2 separate regions of the Sus scrofa genome follow, and region 1 is linked to region 2. A link is a contact called in public Hi-C data. All regions are on one chromosome and are shown on one strand. Each heading gives the region's core, a stretch centred on a gene start, on an enhancer-like site or on the middle of the called end of the contact. The rest is flanking DNA. Distances are from core to core; before and after follow the strand shown.

The links. Hi-C and Micro-C count contacts between places; a contact is called where the count stands out from the background.
Region 1: a contact with region 2 is called in a Hi-C map of fetal liver, with 1.4 times the contacts expected there. The contact joins the enhancer-like site here to the promoter of SORT1 in region 2. A contact is called at or near these places in 7 of 47 Hi-C or Micro-C datasets (adipocytes, embryonic fibroblasts, epiblast stem cells and 3 more) and 1 of 2 datasets of contacts at active chromatin or transcription factors (alveolar macrophages).

Annotation. Positions count from the first base shown.
Region 1 is chr4:110,759,421-110,764,610 of Sscrofa11.1, reverse strand. It overlaps SORT1 (sortilin), which reads right to left. Exons shown (of 20, transcript XM_013997288.2): 6 at 2,434-2,507. Among named protein-coding and RNA genes, the nearest start is that of MYBPHL, 31 kb to the left of the region's middle. Within about 2 kb of position 2,445, at least 4 of the 83 cell types and tissues checked have an H3K27ac peak or open chromatin away from gene starts, as enhancers often do. A contact at or near this core is called in fetal liver, where this site is marked.
Region 2 is chr4:110,719,605-110,724,369 of Sscrofa11.1, reverse strand. SORT1 (sortilin) reads right to left here and starts at 3,260. Exons shown (of 20, transcript XM_013997288.2): 1 at 2,845-3,260. The coding sequence starts at 3,156.

The sequences.
Region 1 (5,190 bases), core at 1,196-3,695, 41 kb before region 2:
CACTCTGACTGGAGCTGCAAACTTCTAGAACAGTGGTTCTTGACCAGGGATGACCTTACTCCCTAAGGAATAGTTCTGGTTGTCACAACTGGGGAAGGGGTTGTATGACTAGCAGGGTGGGAAAGGCCAACGATGCTGCTCAACACCCTGCAGCCAGCCGTCACGACAAAGAATTGTCCAGTCCAAACGTCCTTTGCCCTGAGGTTGAAAAACCCTGTTCCAGAGCCCATGCTGCTCTGTGTCAGCTACTTGGCACTCCTTTGTCTCCTGTCTGGCTATTTTAATTGCATGCTTATCTCTCCTACGACACTGAGTTCTTCAGGACATGTTCTAAGTTGGACGCTTTGCTGTTGCCCCTTAGAACCTAGTTCAATGCTGTGCATGAACTAAATAATTTAGTTCTTTTATCTCAAGTGGACAACAATGTCAGAGGCTGAATTATTAATATTCTAACTTGGAAAGGGAGTTTGTAGGGAACTAGATTCAGATTCTGATGGTGCTTATAGATCAGATGTAGAGAACAAACTAGTGGTTACCAATGGGGAGAGGGGGAGGGGAGGGGCGAGAAAAAGGTAGATGATTAAGAGGCACAGCTACTATGTATACAATAAGGAAGCGACCAGGATATCTTGTACAGCACAGGAAACATAACCGATACTTTAGAATAACTGTAAATGGAGTATAATCTACAAAAATTTTGAATCACTATGTTATACACCTGAAACTAATACACTATTGTAAATCAACTATACCTCAAAAAAACCGATGCTGAGTCAGAGCATGTGCCTTCAGAACCTTAGATTGTAAAATTCCAAGAAACCAAAGATCTAAACTGTGAGTAAACAGTTAGCAGCAGCCCAGTTATCTTATGTTTTCGACACTATTCAAAGAAACAAGTTACACAAGTAAAAAATCCTGTACAGGACAGAAAATAAAATACCATTCAAAAATGTTTCAGTTTTAAAGATGAGTTTTCTATTTATTTCTTTTAGCTTTATTGAGGTATAACTAAAATTATAAGATATTTAAAGTGTACACCGTGGTATTTGATATACGTATGTAAAGGTGAGTTTTAATGGTCAAAATTATTATGCTCTTATTTGAACCCATCCTACATATTTTAGATCCATCAGGAGTGAAACAATTTGTTAACTGAGTTGCTTTATAAATTCCTTCCTGTTAACACCATATAAGATAAAAATACAATTAATTAAAATTCACAAAACAAAAGCAGATATGGCATGTGTACCAATGTGGTGCTGTAAAAACCTCATTTAACCAGCATATTCTAGAAAATGCCACTTTACTTAAGCACCATTTGTTACCATGGAGTTAATTTTGGTAGACACATTTGGCAGTTTTTATACTGCACACTCCCTACCTCCCTAAGTAGAGGACATCAACTATCGACTCTTCTTGGGATTATGGATTCCTGCGGGGAACATCAGCTGTGTGAAACTGCAAGACAGTGTTCCCACGAGCAGTTCCGTGTGCTCTCCTGACGCAGCACTAAGTCCCCTCATCCTGCTGCCTCCTCTGTCTCTGCCTGCTCTTGGAGTTCTCCGCCTCCCTGCGGCCCCCAGGCAGCAGACTCTCAAGCTGACCCATGCTTATTGTTCCAACACACATGCCCACCTCTGGCAGTGACCTGCTATCAACAGGAAACCAGATCAAGAAATTGGTTGAAATCAGTCAAAGAGAAAGAAGAGGCTCTAAACAAGGGTCTGAGCCTGATCAGAATTTTGAGGTATGAAAGGTCTTCATTCTTGCTCAACCATGCCCCAAACTTGCCAAACAAATCTCTTTTCATAGAAGGAACAAACTAAAGCCCAGAGAGGTTAAGCCACCGACTAGCACAGCAGCAGACCCAGGAGAGCATAAAGGTGACTGGACTCCCAATAAGAGCCTCCTCCACTGTGCTGTCTTTAAGCCGATGTGGGTGGGGGTGGGAGGCACCAAGAGAAGTGAATGGGTTTGCAGCAGCAACACTGGGACTCTGGCAGTCTGCCAGCACTTTGAGCTTTCCTCCTGAGTCCTCACTACACTGCACATCACTGAAAGGATCGCTAGATGAGGGGGTGTCTATCTGGGTGCGCAGAAGTTTATAAGGCTCCAAATCAAGCTGTATTTTATGTTATTGCAACTGAAGTCACCATTTACAGAGAATAAACCTTTTGCAGACAACAGTTACTCAGTACTGGCCCTAGTCTTAGACTTTATCTTCTAACACTCAGTGATACAAGGCCTTCGTTCCAACAAAATGAGAAGCTTGTCCAGGTCAAGGTTTGTGTCCTACCCCGCTCTCGTAGCCCTTATGGCACCCTGAAGGGTACCTGGCACCCAGTAAGTGCTTAATATTTATTCATGTGACTTCTGGCAGCACTGTCAGGAAAGGTTTGGGGCTCTACGCAGATGGAATCTTCTGTTACTCACCATTTGGCCAAACATACTGCTTTGTGGATTTCTTCCCATTTTCCCCCAAAATTCTTGGACACCCACAGGCCATTCTGAAAGATTATAAATGACTTATCAAAATTCCAGCTTAAGCTGTGCAGCTGCTTGTATGATCTTTAATGATTCATATCCAATCATTCAGGACAGTAAAAACACACACTGAAGTTCCATCCAAGCTGTTTAAGCCACACACACACACACACACACACACACACGGTGGCCCCTTCAGGGTCTTGGAAGTTCAGAATAACAAGTCTTATAAAGTACCTACTATGTGCTGGGCACCATACCAGACATTACACAGGGGATACAAAGGACACACTTCCTGCTCTCACGGAGCTCATAGTTTAACAAGGGTGCAGATAAGAAAGGCTGATGCATGTGGTAAGTGTGATGGAAGCACGGTCTCTGGGGTCAGGTTAGGGAAAGGAGGGACTCTGAGTTGACTCAGATGGTTTGGGAAGAAGACAGCTGAACTGGGTCTTAGATGATGAGCAGTGTAGCCAAAAGACGGCAAATGGGAGATGAAATGTCATTGCACAAAGAGAGACCATACAAGCAAAGGCAGAGAGGTGGTGAACACGTCCCAGAGTGTGCAGGGAGCCAGCGCCTTGGGACGCAGAGGAGCACAGACTCCGAGGTGGAGGAAGGAGGGGACGAAGCGGGAGCCGGTGGGGCTGCTCAGGGAGAGCCCTCCTTCAAGGCCGGCGGAGGAATCTGCTCTTTATTTTACATGAGGGCCTTGAAGCAGGTAAATGACACAATCAGTTTTCCTTCTTTAAGAGGAATACTTGGATGAAAATGGGAAAGATGGATTTCAGAGGGCTCAAACCAGAAGCAGGAAAAGCTGTGACAAACTGACACGTTCATTCATTAAGAGTTAGTGAGGCCTGAAACCACGGCTGCGAGGAATAGGCTCAGGAAGAACTTAGACACTAGATTGGTAAAACTGGAGAGCTTTTCCTCTAGGGCAGGGTGGGAATGTGAGTGGGAGTGCAGGGGAGAGGGAGAGGATGTGGGGGAGTGAGAGAGAGAGGGCGAGCTGAACACTCTGGGGTCCTGGCTGAGGGATAAGCAGCACAAGGATGAAGGGAGGAACAAGTGTGAGAAAGCGCAAAGAAGAAGTCAGCAGCAGCCTGAGCTTGAGGGACCTGTGAGCCATCGGCTAGAGATACCATGGGGCTTAACTAAGAGAGGAATCTGCAGCCCTGGGGAGAAGCCTGGACCAGGAACAGGGGCTTGAGAATCTTATGTGTTCAAGCGCTAGTGAAATGGCAAGTGTGGAAGGGGCTGCTCAGAGTAAAATGAATAATAGGGATTTAAGGGGAGGTTGAAAAAGTTTAAGAGACCAAGATGCAGTGGTTAGGAAAGACAACAGAGAAGCCAAGCCAAGTAGCATTCCCAAAAGGAGAGACTGGTTGGTGCTTTCAAACGCAGCAGAGACCTCCAAAGGTAAGATCGACAGTTTCAGTGATGTTGGCAGCACGAGCCAGCAGAGGTGGGACAGAGGAGCGCGGGTCTGGGCAGAATGGTCTGCAGCGCCCCTGCCCACACACCCGCCACTCTTCTTCCCCCTCTAGGAGTGCCTGCCTCCCAGCTTCTCTCATTTACCCGATTTTACTTACAAACAGGGAGGGGCCTAATATCACCTATTTGCACTTTATTACAAATTGGTCCACCTTCTCCACCCTGATTATTTGCACTCCAAACTTACCCTTAATTGGAAGAAATTTCAGGCAGGTTGCGCCTGCCTCTTCCTGAGGATAGTCTGTCTCAACAAGCTCCAGGTACTTGGTAATGGCGGTGGGGTGGTCAAAGGCATGAGGATGGTTTTGTCCATTCCTCCAGGGGTCCTCTGATTCCCTTGAAGGGCCTTCAGCTCAAGCTGCCGAAGGCCAGCTTCCAGGAATTGTCGCTGGAGATCTGAAGGCTCCCCAGCAGGCTAGTTTCCTTCCTCTGGGCTCCTTTGGCTAAGCTCAACTCTGACCTTCCTTGAGCCCGCCAGCCTCACCTCGCCCCAAAGATCTGCCTGCAGGAGACCCAGAACTCAGACCTCTCTTTCAAGCGCCCTTCCCCCTTCCTATGCCCTCCATGTGTTCAGACCAACCTGTCCATATTTGCTCATCCTATTTCTGTCCTCAGAATGGTCATTACAACAATGGCTCTCAAATTTTAGTGCGCTGGCTCAGCTGGGGAGTGGGTAAAAAACACGAGCCACCTCGCAACCAAAAGTCACCGATGAACTAAATCTGGATCAGGGCTGAGGAATCTGCATCTTAAACCAGCCTGCCAGGGTTTCTATCTGATGTTGCTTGTCAGCAGACCACACTCTAAGAAATAAGATGTGAGAGAGCCATATAAACATAAAGTATAATTATGACTCTATCATTGTCTAGCAACCCAGCCACTCTGGGCCCTTAACATCAAAAAGGCGGCTGGTCCTTCAGGAAAGGACAAGCTGAGCTGCTCCTCAGGAACTTTCAGAAAGGAAGTGGGAAGGACAGGGAGAGACAATGGTTTCTGGGGAGAGTATAGGAATGTGGGAGAGGGTACAGGGGTTTAAGGCTCTGGATATTTAATACATGGGTGTCAAAGACAGAAAGCAATAAGCTTTACATACTAAGGGCCTACCAAGCAAAAAATTATGAAAATGTGGGTTGGCCACAGGAAAGGAACAATAACAACATTAGGAGTTTGACAACTCATGTCTGTCCCTTGCAGCACAAGAAAGATTAC
Region 2 (4,765 bases), core at 2,011-4,510:
GGAAGCTTATTATCAAGTCCAAGAAAGAAGCATTTATAAATACGCACACACATACTTGTTGGGTTTCATGAGTGAAGAAGCCCGAGTTATGGGTCACTAAGGCACAGGTTTCCTAAACCCCAAGACTATAAAGCCGTATCATGCTTTAGTTCTACTTTGCTTCCCTAAGAAGTTTAGTTAGGAGTTCCCGTTGTGGCGCAGTGGTTAACGAATCCGACTAGGAACCATGAGGTTGTGGGTTCGGTCCCTGTCCTTGCTCAGTGGGTTAACGATCCGGCGTTGCCGTGAGCTGTGGTGTAGGTTGCAGACGCGGCTCGGATCCCGAGTTGCTGTGGCTCTGGTGTAGGCCGGCAGCTACAGCTCTCATTTGACCCCAGCCTGGGAACCTCCATATGCCGCAGGAGCGGCCCAAGAAATGGCAAAAAGACAAAAAAAAAAAAAAAAAAGAAAAAAGAAAAAAAGAAGAAGTTTAGTTAAACACCAACATATTCTCACACGCCACATAAGCCACAGAAATAGGTCTAGATTTGCTAAAGCCTTTTGAGGCTCTTCGTTCTCCAGTTGAATTATCTCGTCTTTCTACCTTGGCACCCCGAGTATCTAGCACATCTTGGACATCTGGAGGGCACCCAGGTACACTGACTACATGAAGTAAGGTGGCTTGACATGCACAGCGAGTTCTAACAGAGAAGAAGAGAAGCAAGAACTTTTCATTTTTTGGGGAATTGAATCCTGTCATTTTATGAAAAACTACTCTAAAAGGCGTTTTCCCAGCTTACAAAAGTATACACTATGTCTAATACAAAGTCATGCTGATATTTTTATTTCACAGTTTATAAAGGATCCCCCAACACTGGATCTCTTCAATAGAGTTCAGGATGATTTATTACGGCTTCTAAAAACATAGAGTGGAAAAGCAGAACCGACTACAACATAAAAATTCTTGGTTAAGGGGGTGCACCACTAAGAACTGCTTTATTCAACCATTTCTAAGATGAAGACTGTTGATAGTGGCTTCACTTTTTCCACATATACATGCTACAAAAAAGATGGAATCTCTGAGGAAACCATGGATGATTAAGAAATGCAAAAGCAATTCTTTTAAATGAGGTCACTGAAAGAAGGCTAAAAAAATAAGTTTAAAAAAAATCACTGGAAACAGCAGCTAAATAAAATGAAAGAAAAAGAGGGAAGACTTTTTTTTTTTTTAACATATGGACTTCAAAGAATGAGGTTTCATTCAGATCTGCTCTTGAGTGGATTTGTTCTAAGAACCTACTTGAGCCATTTTTTTTTCAACTTCTAGAAATTAATGCATTACAAATGACATATCAATTCAAACCAAACAGGGAAGACTCTGACTAAAGGAATAAATCCAGGAGTAGCAGCAGGTCCTAAAGGTAGGTCAGCTAGCAAGAGAAGAATCTGAAATGTGGAGTAGGAATGCTGTGTCCAGCTGGCTCAAGGAAGGAAATGGTCTCATTATAAATGAGGCGCTAGTGTTATAAAGCCTTTCTCAACTCCCCACTGAGATGGAAGTCTGTAAGTTTTTTTTTATTGTCAAACAGGAAGACTTCTCAGTTCTCATTCCACTCTGTGTGCACCCAAACTGTCCCACACGTCAGCACTAGCTTGGCCACTTTTATGCAGCTGCTGCTTGGACTGCATTTAGCAAGAGTTATCCCTGACAGCTTGTGCTTTGACTGCAACTGCCCTGGGTCCCCAGACCAGAGAATTCTGCACAGGTAATAAGTATAATCCAGGCAGAGGGAGAAAGACAGTTCAAGGGGGGATTTGGCTATTACAGCATGTGGTTCTAAAAGGACAAGTGCAGTTAACCACTCACTTCTGTCCCCATGTGCAACTCTCCTTGAAAGAGGAAGGAAGGAGGGATGGATAGAAGAGAGAAAATATATTCAATTGTAAATATATTACGCAAATGTGGGTAGCAATTAAATCGCTAGTTCTAGGAAGAAAAAAAAAAAAAATGAGGAAGACGCCCAAGGTGCAAGGAGCCAGGACATAGCCAACAACTGGCTTTGTCAACCAGTAGTACTATGCAAAGGTTGAGCTGCTTATCCCCAGAGACAGAACTGCCATAATTTTTAAAGTTTTCGACGAGGACCTAACTCAAAGCAGAATATCTGCAACGTGTTAAGTGTTGGAAATCTTGTTACAATGGGATACAGTCCAATGCCATGACAGAAGGTCAAATCGAAGGCGTAAGAGAGATCATATACGTACTATCAACCCCACTGCCAAGCTTGTTCCTTTAGCCGTTAAAACACACAGTAATCTAATAACTGCTCTGGGATTACTGAACACCCGCCTACCCACCCAGAAAGTACTGACCCGGCGAAGACACACCTTTGCTTCTGCGTAGCCCAACTTCTCCAAGCACTTAAGAGGTAATTACTCCTCCAGCTTCCTGGTGGGGTATAGCGTTACTGGATCCTAATTATTTATACAGACGGAAAACAACGACGCTCGAGAGATTTTGACAATTAAACAGAAAAATAAAAGTAAAAAAAAAATTAAAAAAAAAAAGAATCCCGTGAAAGTCAAAGCCTGCCTCCCCTGTGACGAAACATGCTCGGCCGCGGCATCTGAGGGCAGCTCCCCGGGCCCAACTCGGCCCGCCCGCCGGCCAGCCGCAGTTTCGGGGCTGCGGCCGGGGGAGCGCGGGCCAGCGGGGCTGGCGAGCAGCCGGGGTCTCCTCCGCGGGGACGCGAGGCGCACGGACAAGACAGAGGGCCGGGCTGCGCTGGCGGGGCGGGCGGCCGCCAGGGGCCCGGGGGCAGCACCTCACAGTCCGGGCGGTGCCCCGGCCCGGCGCCCGCTCACCTGGTGTGTGTTGTTGGCCAGCCTGGCGACGAAGTCCCGGACCCCGCCGCAGTCCTCGTCCTCATCGAGCGCGCTGCGGCGCCAACGGCCGCCGCGGGGAACCGGGCCCCCAGGCGCGGCCGCGCGCAGCCCCCAGCTCACCCCGACGGGGCCGGACCAGCGCGACAGCGGCGCAGCGGGCGGCGGCGGCGCGTCCAGCCGGTCCTGGCCGAGGCTTGCCGGCGGCAGCAGCTGGAGGAGGAGGAGGAGAAGGAGGCCGAGGCCGTGGGGCCAGCGCGAGAGGCCCTGCGCAGCTCCCCGGGGCCGCTCCATCGCCGCCGAATGCCGACGCCGTCGACACCTGCCGCCCGGCGCGCCCGCCCACCCCCGCCGGCGCCGCCCACCTTCCCCCCCCTTGCTGGAGCCGGCGCTCCCTGGATACGCCAAGCCAGACCTCTCCGCCCATAGGCTGGCCGCCTGTCTTTCTTCCCCGGTCCACTGCTGATTGGCTCGCGGCGCCTCCTGCTTAGGGGGTCCTGGATTCGGATGCCAAGATGCGGGGCTGATTGGCTGGAACGTGGCAGAGACCGCTGAGGTCATCCCCCCATCGCCCGGCGTCTCCCAGGCCGGGCTTCCAGAGTTAGCATGGGGAGCTTCCCTCCTTCTCGAGAAGCCCCCAACTCCGTGGGGCCCCGACCCCTAGCTCCTCCCTCTGGCACCCTCAAGTTGGGGCTGAATTGGTCCCTTCTTCCCCAGAGACACCCTTAAAATTCCTTGGGTTGCTGCAGCGCCTGGAAAATCTCCTCAGGGAATCCCTGAGCTCGCTTAGCTGGAAATGGGGGCTCTGTCATTAACCGGTGCGTCTGGCTTTTAACCCTTGCAGGGTTGGAGTGCCCCATTTGTCTACAGTGAGTGAGAGCTGTGTGGGCTAAATCTCGCGGAGGCAGATAGACATTAGGACATCCGTGACTCATGCGAGCCCGAAGAAAATTCTCTCCTCACTCATCTTCCTCTTCTGCAGGGAGTTAACCAAAGGAGGAACTGCCTATTGGTTTTCCTGGAGTTAGAAAGTAGCTTAGACATAAGGGACAGGTAAAAGGGGGACAGAATTGCCCAGTGCCTAATTGAGAGATGATCATTGTATAGATGCGTATCTGTCTTTACCAAAGTGTTTTAACCCTGCAGTGAGTGCATTGCACAAGTTTGGTGTTCGGTATATGATGTCCCTTAAATTAGCATCCTGTCTCCAGTAAATAAAACAAAACCCCTACACTGTTCCGTTTATCGCAGGAAGGAGAGGCACATTATTCTGGAACACACAGTGGAAGTAAAACCAGTTTTAGATATCCTCCTTATTGACTCTTTGGAATGCTAGAAGTTGCTCAGTAGAAAAGGTAATAAGTAGGAAGATATGAAGTATACAAAATGTTACACCTAAATAAAGCAGCTAACAACTACTTTTAATTATAAACTGGAGGTAAATCCAAATGAGAATATATTCATTGTAGAGCAAAATGAATGGTGCAGGGCACCCAACCCAAGGCTTACATTAAAATCCTTCTGGTTGTGTTAATTTGCAACGACTTACATTTTTTACATTTATAAATTTACATTTTGTCAGAACAACCATAGCGAGAGGTGACAAGTTAAAGGTATTTTTAAATGGCATCTGAGCAGGATGGTAAAAATTGCTAGAATAGTCTTCCAAGTTCTCAGCTACTGAACTGACAAAGCTCCATGAAAACTGGGGAACAATTTGTTCCTTTCCATTAACTACAATGTGTCAGATAATTTTTTAATACAGCACTATTTTTTAATCTGTGCCAACTGTGGAGTAGATCACAAGACAGTCAGTTCCAGTAGCATGTGATTAGCTGGGGGGAGACTAGGGGCTGTACAGGAATATTTCTTTGTTTGGGTGACACAAAGATGTCTATTGTCT